2 separate regions of the Bos taurus genome follow, and region 1 is linked to region 2. The links are chromatin contacts, called in public Hi-C maps. All regions are on one chromosome and are shown on one strand. The core of a region is the stretch at or near the end of the contact, and the rest is flanking DNA. Distances in the headings are between cores, read along the strand shown. Region 1 holds the start of XPO6 (exportin 6). Region 2 overlaps XPO6 (exportin 6).

Region 1 (6,161 bases), core at 2,983-5,482, 67 kb after region 2:
ACTGCCACAGAGAACCTGAGTACCGCTGAACCTTGCCCTGTGGTCTCCCTCCACCACCACAGCTTCTTCACGCCTCCAGTCCTGCAGTGCACAACGCAATACAGTTGCCGAACTAATGGAAGGCACACCAAGTGAGGAGCCAAATTTAAGGTCTGATTTTCCCTCCATTACAGGGACTGTTCACAGAAGAGGACATTCAAAAATGAGAAGGCTTAGTAACCAAAGCAATCTTCCAGGCAACTAAAAAAAAAAAAAAAAAAACCCACTAATTTAAGCAAGGGTTCAATTTTGCACAAAATTTCCATAATAAGCAAATCTGACATTAAGTAAGAACTTTTCAGAGAAGTGGTGGGAACCTCTGAGATGTTACATCACTTGAGAACTCATGAGAATTCAACCCAAAATGATTTCATCAAAGGTAGTTACAATCTCACTGTTCTAGGTATTCCTTGCTGAACCTACAAATCTTTCACTAATTCTAAATTTGCAGGTCAAAACTCATCTTCCTAGAGGGAGACTTTAAAGGAAATTCCTATGGTCCCTTGCCCACATCACCATCTCAGAACCAAATAAAATATAGTTGGATGACATTCCCAACCATCTTCCATGTGAGGCAGCATCTGTACCTCAAGGAGCAGAGACTTTGGAGAAGGGCAGCCTGGGACCAAATGCCAGCTCCACCTCTTGTTACACAGGAATCCTACACCAGGTATACTCACCTCCTCCTCTAGTAGTAATGGCAATATGGTAACCAACCTAGCAGGGCTGGTGTGCATAACTGATACTGAATGACTGAAAAGAAACAAATAAATGAAACATAGGTAGCTCAGTGTAGATACTTAACCAATGGTAGTTCTATCATATTACATCATTTTCATCTTATTAGGGAACTGAAATTTAGAAAGAAGGTATTACAAAGGCCCCAACTTATTTGCCAACGCTTTCAAGGCTTTTCAAAGCAAAAATGTCAAGTCACTACGAAATGGAAAAAGAGTTTCTGGAACAAATAAAGAACTGTGATCCCTCCCCTCAAATGAGACACAAACCAGGCAACAGCTTCCTTGCAGTCGGGGTCAAGGCCTGCCCCAGCCACACCCCTGAACCTGGGATACCTAAGGAGACAAACCCCTGGGGTCAGTGCTGCAAAGAGGACACGATTTGACAGTCCTATTGGCCTCACATCCGCTGTGGTCACCCACTGTGTGCTAAAATAAGTGAGGGGAAGGTTACAAAAAACTTGACTCAAAAGTTATCTCAGAAAAAAATGGTAAATGGTGATCATGAAGTCAACTACTTTACAATTAATTGCTCAAAGGTGGTTATTTTCATAACGCTCTCCTGACTGCCAATTAAAATGAAACCTGAATACAAGGGTGCTCGGCCAGCTAAGTCGATACACAGTAAAATTCTGCCCAAATGTTCTAAGGCAATGTTGTCAGCTACCTGAGAGAAGGTACCTGTCTGTCTTGTTTATCTGACATTTGCTAGAGCCTCGCATATGATGGCCACTTAAATTCATTAAAAGATGTGTACACCCGTGTTCATATCAGCATTTTTCACAATAGCCAAAAGGTGGAAGACACCCAAGTGTCCATCAACAGATGAACGGATAAACAAAATGTGGGCAGCACACACAATGGAATATTATTCAGTCATAAAAAGGAAGGACATCCTGACAGATGCTACAACACAGATGAACCTTGCAGACATTACGCTAAGTGAAATGAGCCTGTCACAGAAAAACAAAAACCACACGACTCCACTTATATGCAGGCTTATACAGTAGTTAAATTCAGAGAGACAAGTAGAAGCGTGGTCACTAGGGGACAGAGAAGAAGGGACTGGGAGTTTCTGTTTAATGGGTATAGTTTCAGTTTTACAAGATGAAAATAATTTTGGGGATGGACACAATATGAGTGTACTTAATGTGACTGAACTTTACCCTTAAGGATGGTTAAAATGGGGCTTCCCTGGTGGCTCAGTGGTAAAGAATCCACCTGCCAATACAGGAGACACGGGTTCCACCCCTGGTCCGGGAAGACCCCACATGCTACAGAGCAACTAAGCCCATGCATGTAAGATAAAGGGGGAAAAAAAATGGTTAAAATGGTGCATTTCATGTTACCTATATTTTACCACCATTTTTTTTTAATTCATTGAAAGAATCAATGAAGGCCCACTGAATACTACTATCATCATTCATTCAGTGTTACACCTCATACTTTTGTTCATTAGAGAATTCCTGTCTCCACATTCTACAGCTGAGGACATTGGGACTCAAAAAGCTTAACTGATCTGCCACTATCCATCCTACCTACGCATGGTACAGGCAACACCATACAGTGCTGCCTGGCATTAATGGTGCATTTTATCTGACTGGTTATAAGCACCATGAAGACAAGGGCTACAGCTTAGGTCTCCTCTCTCTGCCCCAGACCTAACACATCACCTACAGGACACTCCAACGTTCAGAACACCACGCTGGCCTGAAGAGCTATTATCACAGACAATGTCACGGCCTCCTTTTCTCTACTAAACCCCTAACGTGACAGAGATAAAATGGGCAACCTATAACTGGAGGTGCTCAAACACAGACTTGACGTCTCAAGCATCTTCCGTGGGCCTACTATGTACCAAGAGCCAGAGAAGATAAAAATTCTGACAATTTCACCTTTGAGGGAACTGAGTCCACCACAATGGACTACTACGGCTCAGAAATAATCACTCCAACAAGACAAATGCTAAAAAACAGATGTGCACAAATCTCAGGAAGTACTGAGAGTGCCTTTGGGCCTGGAAAATATGGAATGTTATCCTCAGAAGAGGTGGCTTCTGAACCAGATCTGGAAAGATGAAGCGATCTCCAGGCACTCCAGGGCAAAGGTCAGAGCATGTAGTAGACAGGCAGGCAGGGTGAGTGTCAACAGAGTACAGTTCCTGACTTTGCAATGATCTAGGTAAGTGACCTTTGCAAACCACAAACCCTCTCAGCTGCCCTGTATATAAGCTTATACCAAGATGGCAACCCACTCCAGTATTCTTGCCTGGAGAATCTCATGGATAGAGGAACCTGACCGGCTGCAGTCCATGGAGTCGAAAAAAGTCGGACACGACTGAGCCGGCTAAAACAAGATCCACTCCAACTCTGTCAAGTGTGTTCTACTAGGAGCTCTGAAATCAAACTAGGTTCAAACCTTGCCACTGTCACTTAAAGAGTGACCCTGAGCTGGATATTTAGTTGCTCTGTGCCTCAGTCTCCCCACTTCAGAACACAAGGCTGGTGTACTAATTAAATAACACATGTCAATCACTTAGCACAGAATTGTTAGCTACTGTCGTGATGAGCTACAATGTACGAGAGGCAAACAACAGATTCAAGGGTTGTGTCTGCGTCCAGGTCCCTCCCAGTCCTGAACCATCCCTGGGGCGGGAGGCGGGGTGGAGGGGGGGTTTGGGGGGGGATGGGAGCTCAGAGCCCGGCTGCAAACCCTGCACGCATGTGTCACTGCCGTACTCGGCACGCGCCTCTCCCCGCCCCAGGGAGAAGCGATGGCTCAGCAGTCCCGGGCCCGCTCCCACCGCTCAGACTTGGCACCCGGGAAGGAAGGGGCTCCGACCCCACTTACCATGCTGGCCGGGGGAGGGGGCGGCTCAGGTGAGCTGGCTCTCGGGCTTCGGACACGTCCGGCTTGCACAGTTCAGGTCATGGTCCCGGCAGGCTCGGGAAGTCCCCCGCCCATGCAAAGACAACCGCTTCCCCACCCCTGAGCCTCGCGGGGACCCTCTAAAAAGAGCGCGGCCCCCCGGCCCGCCTCATCGGGGACCCCCGGAACAATTCATCCAGACCCACCCGCCCCTCCCCAAAGAAACTGAAAAAAGCAGGAAATGGGGCTCGGAGGGCTGACGAGGAGGGCAGCGGCTCGGGGCCCCCCGCCCGGGCCCGACCCCCGAGGGGAGGCTCCGGGCCCAGGCAGGGTCTCCCCGGCCCCCGCGTTCAGAAGCGGCGGTGGGCCCGGCCCGGAGGCTGAAGGGGCGGAGGCTGAAAGGGCCTGGGCGGCGCAGTCCGAGCGGTCGACTCAGGGGAAAGGCCCGGGAGCCCACGCTATCCTTGCCGCCTCAGCCCACACAGCCGCTGCCGCCGCCCCCCGGAGCATCCCTGCGCGCGCCCGCCCCGGAGCTGCCTGCTCGCGCTGCGCGGCCGCCCCCGACCAACAGCCCCAACGCGCCGGAAGTGGCGAGCGCTCGGCGCGGCCCCACTGCGCGGCCGCCGGGCTGCGGCGCTGGAACCGGACCAATCCGGAATCGAGCGGGCGGGGGCTGGGGGGCGCGGGGCGGGGCCGCACCTGACGGCTCCCTCTGGCCCCGCCCCCTCCCGGCCCCGCCCCACGCCCGCCGCCCTCCGCCGGTCCACGCGGGCAAGCGGCCATGTTGGTAAAGGGAACTGGCCCTGCCATCTTGGTAAAGGGGCGGTTTCTCTTTCATTTCCTGAGCTCATTCATTCCACCCATCTTCAAGGAGCACCTTCTATTTGCCCAGCACCCGGCTAGAAGTCGGTGGCACGCAGCCTCTTCCCTTGTGGAATTTACATCCATTCAGCCCACAGTCATTTTAGCTGCTGTGGACCAGGCTCAGCTGTGGATGCCAGGACTAGTACAGTAAACAAGATCGCTGTAGTCCCTGCACTCAAGGAGGCAGATAAGCAGCAAGTAGCAAGCAAGTGAATAAATTAATTGTAAGAAACGAGAAGTGTTGTGAGTGTTATGAACGAACGAACACACAGGGGCCCCAGGTAGAACATGGAAGGGAGGAATGGAAATGTAAACAAGCCTGAGGATAAAGTCAATAGCCGCCAGCGTGATCAAAGTTAAGGAACAGCAACTGCAGAGATTCTAACAAGGCAAAGATGTGGTAGGTTCCGGTTCCTGTTTCTATCCTCCAACCCACTTTACTTGTGAAAGTACTGACTTTAACAAATAGAAGCAAGAAACAATGCCCAGCAGTAGAGGTGCGGCTAGTCATGAGCTGGACCAAATCTGTGTAGTGGCCTTCAAATTCCAGCATGAACTAGAATCACCTGGAGGGCCTGTTAAAACACTGATTGCCCTTCCCCACTCCCAGAGCTCATCAGTTCAATTCAGTTCAGTCGCTCAGTCATGTCAGACTCTTTGCGACCCCATGAATCGCAGCACGCCAGGCCTCCCTGTCTAATCGGTAGAAGCTCATAAATTACATTTCTAAAAAGTTCCTGGGTGATACTAATGCTCCAGGTCCAGGGATCACCCTTGGAGGACTGCTGATATAACTCAAGGCCACAGAAAGCAATGGCTTTCATTTATTCTTTCATTAAATATTTATTGTTGCCCACTAAGTGACAACCACTGTTCTGAGGATTCAATGCTGATAAAGCAGACACACTTGGGCCTTTATGGAATAGAGAGATGAATTATTTTAAAAGTATTACCAAATGAGTCATCACTTTTAATTGCAATAAGAGCATTGAAGAAAAATACAAACCATTTGAGGGTTAATAGCCAAGGGATCTAAGCTAATCTTGGGGGTTTGGATGGGGAGGCAGTCAGGAAGTGACATTTATTTACCTGTGGCTTGAATGACATGTTATAGTTGGCGAGGCAAAGTGAGGGGACAGAATCTCCAACTGCATGTACAAGAGAAGCCATCTCAAAAGATAAACAGATGAATCAGGATGGATGCCAAGTGGCCTGCCCCGTCTTGGCTCAGTGTAGTGAAATGAGCCAAGACTTTGGAATGAGAGATTTGGAGTGGGAAACCCAGCTCTTATCACTGAAAGTGAAAGTGAAGTCGCTCAGTCATGTCCAACTCTTTTGGACCCCATGGACTGTAGCCTGCCAGGCTCCTGCCTTCATGGGATTTTCCAGGCAAGAGTACTGGAGTGGGTTGCCATTTCCTTCTCCAGGGGATCTTCCCAACCCAGGGATTCAACCTGGATCTACCCACACTGTAGGCAGACGCTTTACCGTCTGAGCCACCCAGGAAGATCTCTCTTAATCACCGCTGCTGCTAAGTCACTTCAGTCATGTCCGACTCTGTGAGACCCCAGAGATGGCAGCCCACCAGGCTCCCCCGTCCCTGGGATTCTCCAGGCAAGAGTACTGGAGTGGGGCGCCATTGCCTTCTCTGCT
Region 2 (6,711 bases), core at 3,824-6,323:
TGGCATGGAATATCTTTTCCTATCTTTTTACTTTAAACCTATTTGTGCCTTTAAAATCAAGTAGGTCTCTTGTAAGCAACATGAAGCAGATCATGTATTTTTAGTCCATTCTGCCAATCTTTGCTTTTTAACTAGAGAAGTTAAGCCTTTATATTTAATGTAATTACCAATAAGGAAGGAATGACTTTTGCCATTTTGCTATTTGTTTTCTGTGTTTTATCTTTTATTCCTTACTTCCACTAGGACTGCTTCCTTTTGTGTTAAATAGATAGTTTTGAGTGTACTATTTTAATTCCCTTGCCATTTCTTTTACCATATATTTTAAAGTTTTTTTTTCTCAGTGGTTGCCCTGAAGATTATAAGTACTATATATAAATATCAATTAACTCAATGATTTCATTTTTTTGGCGGGGGCGGGGGCAGCGCTGCACCACATGGCTTGTGGGATCTCAGTTCCCTGAGCAGGAACTAAACTCAGGCCACGGCATGAAAGCCCAGAATCCTAAGTACCAGACCACCAGGGAACCCAATGATTCAATCCTGTCAACATCTGTGAGAGGTAGGTGGTATTACTGATACTTCTCTGATGAGTAAATTATAGTTAAGAGAAGTTAAATCAACTGCCCAAGGTCACAAAGCTAGCTGGTGTGAACCCAGGGCTCCCTAACTCAACACTTCATGTTATCTCTACACATAAACCACCAACAGGCTTTGAGCCTGCTCCACCCATTCCCCAAAACTTCAATTGTAATCAACCTTTAAGAACACTTAAAGCCGAAAAGAAGACATGGAAAAAGTCTAGGGACACCCTAACCCCTTGATCTGTCTAAAAATAATTTCTCAAAGAAACATTTGGAGCCAGAGGCTTGGATATTTCCTGTGATAAGAATCTAACTCAGCACCAAAGTTATATGTAATAGTTGCTACCACAAGGGCCAACAAACCACTAATTTTCAAGAACAAATCATGTGGCCTAAACGTCTGCCTTAAATATTTCCTGAAATGTTTCTATGAGAACTTCAGGGCTGGGCCCACTCAGACCAAAGCACCCACCCTGGTGGTTCAACTCCCAGCGCCAGTCCACTCTCCATATTCTGTGATGCTGGGACTGAGACCGTGCACAACACACTTCATCTCTGCTTGTTGGACTCTATCAAACACTGGAGGAAAACTGAACAGCAAAGGGACCCCACTCTTCCGTGGGCTTGCTGTGCTGGCAGTGTAACCCCAACAATGGTCCCCAGGCAGTAACAGCAGTAATAACAGGTTCCAGCTTCCAGCTTCCACACTCCCCAAGCCAGCCCCATCACACCCTCTCTCTGAGGTGCCAATAGGATCCAGGTCACAACCTCTCCTCAAAGGAATAAGTCCCAGCTCCCTGGGGCCCCTCTTCTGAGCTGTGGCAACGGGGGGATTCCCTCCCCTCAGAGATCTGACCTCTAGCTGCATGGAGGCCGTCTCTCTGATAGTCAATGTCCCTGACACCTTTCCGTTGTACCCCTAGCCCTAGGGATGAAACTACTTCCTGTAGTTATCATCTATGTTGTCTCAGTATTCCCTTTTTGCTTTCTACTCCTCTAAAATTTGTTCAAGCAATTTCCTACATTGAATTCTTGAAATAAATAAGTGTAATTTCTGCTTTCCTGACAAGACTCTAACTTATCAATCTTATACCTCATCTTATACCAGGAATACCAGGACAACAAGAAAATCAAAGCCAAAAGGTATCCAATACCAAGACCAAGTACAGTCCATTCAGTCTAAGAGTTACAACCCCTGTACTGAGACTGTAGATACGGTCTAAAGACTACTTAAAAATCCTTCTGAAATGTCACATTTCAGAGTTCTGTGGGCACAGGAGCTCATTTCTTCATCAGAGACAGAGATACTATCCCCCCTCAATCCCTCAAAGAGTCCCTCATTATTTGCAAATAACTTAACAAGCTAGACAAGATAAGTAATTAAGCATGATGGCCCAGAGGAGAATGTTGGCAGAGAAAAATCACTAATAAAATAGGCAACATCTGTGGGAAAAGTTGCAAAAAGAATCAAAATCCCACTTCAGTAGACTTTAGAAAAAGGCTAAGTTCAAACACTTGCGCCTGGAGCTTATATTTGTCATCTGCCTACCCAACACTCTTCTTCCCCAGTAAGAGAACACGAGGCCCTGATACCAAATGAAAGACTACAGTTCCCAGTCTTCCTCTGCAGACAGGAGTGGTCAAGGAAATTTTAAAAGAAGTTATTTGGTGGGGCCTCTGGGAAAGCTGCTTTTGTCCAACCTCTCCCCTTTACTCCTGCTGGCTGAATCACGGGTGTGATGTCTACAGATTCAGCACCCATCTTTGACCATACAGTGACTGTGGAGATGGAAGTCATGCCTAAAGCTGGCAGAACAAACACGTACAGGGCTCTAAAACAGCTGACATACAAAAAATGAGGAGACACTGAACACCCGTCAGGGAAAGACAATCAGCAAACTGTCACAGATGACACAGATGCTGGAATTATCGAAGATTTTTAAAGCAAGCTATTATAAGCGTCATTCTTGAGGGTCTTCAGCTGGAGGGTGTTTTAGACTGAACTGTGTCCACTCAAAATTCGTATGTTGAAGCCCCCAACTCTCAGTATGACTGTATTTGGCGATAAGGCCTGTGAAAGGTAATAAAAGTTAAGTGAGATCATAAGGGTGGGGTGGGCCTTAATTACATGAAAAGAAAGAGACATGAGGGAGTGGAGTGTGCTCACGCTCCCTCCTCCCCATGCAAGCACAGAAGAGAGGCCATGTGACGACATGAAGGGAAGGCAGCGTCTGCAAGCCAGGAAGAGAGCCCTCACCAGAAACCAAATCCGCCAGCCCCCTCGTCTATGACCTCCATCCTCTACATGTAAGAGAAAATTAATTTCTATTGTTTAAGGCACCCCGGTCAGTGGTATTTCATTATGGCAACCCAAGCTGGCTAATCGAGAAGGTAAAAGATAATCAGAAAGAAACCTGGGAGCTTCCCTGGTGGTCCAATGGCTAAGAACCTGCCTGCCCAGGGCACCGCAACTACCGAGCCCCCAGGCCACAGCTAATGAAGCCCGAATGCTCTAGAGCCCGTGCTCTGGAACAAGAGAAGCCGAGGCAAGGAGCAGCTCATGCACCACAGCTACAGAGTAGCCCCTGCTTGCCACAACTAGAGAAAAGCCCTCGCGGCAATAAAGACCCAACACAGCCAGAACTAAATAAATAAAATTATTATTTTTTAAAGGTTTTTCTAAAAAAAAAAACCTGCCTGCAAATGCAGAGGACACGGGTTCAATCCCCGGTCCAAGAAGATCCCACACGCCATGGGGCAGCTAAGCCTATGCACCACGACTTCTGAGCCCACGAGCCACCATTACTGGACTCTGCGTGCTCTGGCGCCTTTGCTCTGCAACAGGAGAAGCCACTGCAACGAGAAGGCTGCACACTGCAAAGAAGAGCAGCGCCCAATCACCACCACTAGAGAAAGCAACAAAGACCCAGCACAGCCCCCCAAAATTAATCAGTTAATTACTTAATTTTAAAACAGAAACATGGAACTTCAGAATGAAGGGAAAGCATGAGAACTGGCAGATCTCTGGGTAAATATAACAACTGTTTCTCTGTTGATTCTCTTAAGATCTTTAAAATATGAATCTGGATGAAAGCAAAAAACAGAACACTGATGGGATTTTCATTGCTCACAGATGGAAAATATAGGGCAACCTCAATACAAGGAGAGAGAGCAAAAAAGTAGTGAGGCTTCTATATTACACTTGACGTGGTAATATGTTAACTCGAAAAGTTAAATATATATTCATTTTAATATACAGAGCAACGACTTTAAAAACTCATAAATACAGTCACTCAGTAGATACAGTGAAAGGGAAAACTAAATTTGTGTGAAATTAACAGTTGTCGTTTAGCTGCTCAGTCATGTCTGACTTTTTGCAACCCCATGAACTGTAATCCATCAAGCTCCTCTGTCCATGGGATTTCCCAGGCAAAAATACTGGAGTGGGTTGCCATTTCCTTCTCTAGAACTAACAAAAGAGTCTCAAAAGAAACGAAGCAAAAACTGATAGAACTGAGAGCAGACACAGACAAATCCACAATTTTACTTGGGAGAATTCACCCCTCTCTCAGTAACTGATAGAACAAACTAGATAAAAAGATAACATGTAGAACACAATCAATCAATCTGATCTAACATATCTAGAACACTCCATCCAACAATAGCAGAACATACACTCTTTCAAGCACAATGAATAAGCCCCAAGAAGAGCAGGTCATAAAACAAATCCTGACAAACTGAAAAGAACTGAAATCACACAAAATATGTTTGCAGATAATAATAAACTAGAAGACAGCAGCAAGAAGACACAGGGAAAATCCACAAATATTTAGAAATTGAACACCAAAGAGGAATTCTCAAGAGGAATTACAAAATAAACTGAATGAAAAGGAAACTAAAACATATTAGAATTTGATAGATAAAGCTAAAGCAGTGCTCAGAGGGAAACTAAGAGCATTAAATGCTTAAATATACAATGGAAATGAACCTACAGATCAGTGTGGCTCAAACCACAAATGTGATTTCAGAAGCACCCCAACTTCTTCTGAGAGTTAAATAAAATGTTATGTTAAGGCAACTACATAACAGCTGCTTAGTAAATGTATGATGAATGAAAGAGAACAAATGAATCAATATGCAGGCAATGAACAAACAAACCTACAAGTCAGATAACTACAAAGCACTGAAGCACAATCCTGGATAGCTTTTTCAACTCAGTGAAATAACTAAGATCCTATTCACTTGCTCTCTGGGGCAGTCAACAGCATGAATTTCATGTATGAAGAGCTAGAAAGCTACTGGAGCCCTGACATAAACCTAGTTAATACCTTTTACTATCAAAATGCTGTGTGTCACAATGGCACTTCCTCTTTACTAAGCAGAAAAACCCGCTCACAAGAAAAGGGCAGCAAGTTTTCTCACGCCTACCCACATTTGTTTACAGTCCAATCTAATGTCACCTGGAATCCCTAGCAGGTCTGTGGCCAGCACTTGCCAGTACTCTCATGACAAAGGGGTTCACAGGACATGACTCAGTAACTTTAGGTTGCTTAACACACTTCAAGTTTCCTCATCCTCCTGTAAAAAGAAGTTCTACCCAGGTGTCTCCCTACACATTGACAAGCACAGAGAGAAGGAAGTTAGAGAAAGAGAGACAAAGGATGAGAATACTTATTTACTGAACATCTACTATCAGCCAAGGTACTTTACACACACTGGTTCATTTAATTTGCTCAAGAACTTGTAAAGTAGGCACAACCATTCCCAAAGTACAAAGGGGAAAAGGAGACTGAAATTCAGGTCTTCCGACACCACTGATTCAAAATGGCAAATCTGGACAGTGAACCCCACTGGCAATCAGTTCAGCTGGGTGCACTACAGAACATTTATCTGTTAACGATGCGACTCAAGTTCTCCAAGCCCCCACCAGCCCTGAACAAGAAATTCTTGAGCATCCTCATTGAGCAAGGAACATGCGGAGCTCCAATTTCCAAACTCCTAGGACCAAAAATAAATCTATGTACATTTATACTTCTAAATTTGTAGCCTACAAAGCCTACCACTTTGTTGTGAGGAATGATGCAAAACCTATAAACCACAAGAGACAGGAACTGAATGCTGTCTCTGTGACTTAACCACACCTACGTCTCCCATTTAAGACACCAAGAAAACATCTGACTACTTCCTGCAAGACCAGTTGCTTCTGAAATTCTGGTTCAAGTCACAAAAGCCCCCTGCCTTCTTTCAGATATATTTTATCAGTTGAAAAACATTTGACTGCATTGACAAGCTCTTCACTAAAAATCAATGAGGTAATTATCTGTAGCCAGTGCTCTTTATCAGCTGCTTCAATATATTGGGATCTCTAAGATAACCCAGAGCTGTGGTTGCCAAACTTTGAAAACTTTAAGATTTTTTGAGTATGTACTTCTATAAATATGCTCCCTAAGAGGTGACAGGAAACACAGAGTTCAGCTATTTTCTTTGAGCACGCAGCAGACTGCCTTGAACACCATTCTTTGTAGTCTACTACCTTTGACCACTAGGGGGTGTCAGACTGACAAGCTTCCCCCAGATGATGGTCACCACTAACGGCATAAACCAGACGAGCTTTTGAACGTTTGGGTTGTTTTTTAAAAGTATGAAAGTGTTATATGTGTATTTTTTTTTTAAGTCATGAAAAATCAGAGAGCCTTATTTAGGATAATAATCCAATGATCAATGAGAAAAATCCCTAGTGTTTAAAGCGGTCAGCCAGGACCGCTGACAACTGTGAAGACAGATGCCTGAGCAGGCAGGCCGGTCAACATCTGCAAGTGGGCTGAGGAGTCTCTGTTGTCCAGGGGTCCTGTCATTTAACTCCACAGTCACCACCTCAAACGACAGCAACGTCTTCGATGACTTATTATTACTGTGTGGTCACTACTGTGACCATCCACTGAGTGCCTCACATGTGATCGACACTATGCCTGTTATTTTATATGCGTGATTTCCTGAATCCCAGCCATTCTGCAAGAGGTATTAGTATGCTCGTTTTGCAAGAGGAAATGTGATTACCATATGACTTGACCAAAAGTAACACTGCTACCATGAAGCAGAAAAGGAATTTAAACTGCACCACTGCTCCTTC

Evidence for each region. Hi-C and Micro-C count contacts between places; a contact is called where the count stands out from the background.
Region 1: a Hi-C map of an unstated tissue shows a contact between it and region 2, with 2.6 times the contacts expected there. The contact joins the promoter of XPO6 here to the enhancer-like site in region 2. A contact is called at or near these places in 2 of 11 Hi-C or Micro-C datasets (liver and an unstated tissue).

The regions. Positions count from the first base shown.
Region 1 is chr25:25,723,419-25,729,579 of ARS-UCD2.0, forward strand. XPO6 (exportin 6) reads right to left here and starts at 4,233. Exons shown (of 24, transcript XM_024985303.2): 1 at 3,627-4,233. The coding sequence starts at 3,629.
Region 2 is chr25:25,655,103-25,661,813 of ARS-UCD2.0, forward strand. The region is part of intron 9 of XPO6 (exportin 6); the gene reads right to left. Among named protein-coding and RNA genes, the nearest start is that of GSG1L, 67 kb to the left of the region's middle. Within about 2 kb of position 5,074, at least 21 of the 102 cell types and tissues checked have an H3K27ac peak or open chromatin away from gene starts, as enhancers often do. A contact at or near this core is called in liver, where this site is marked.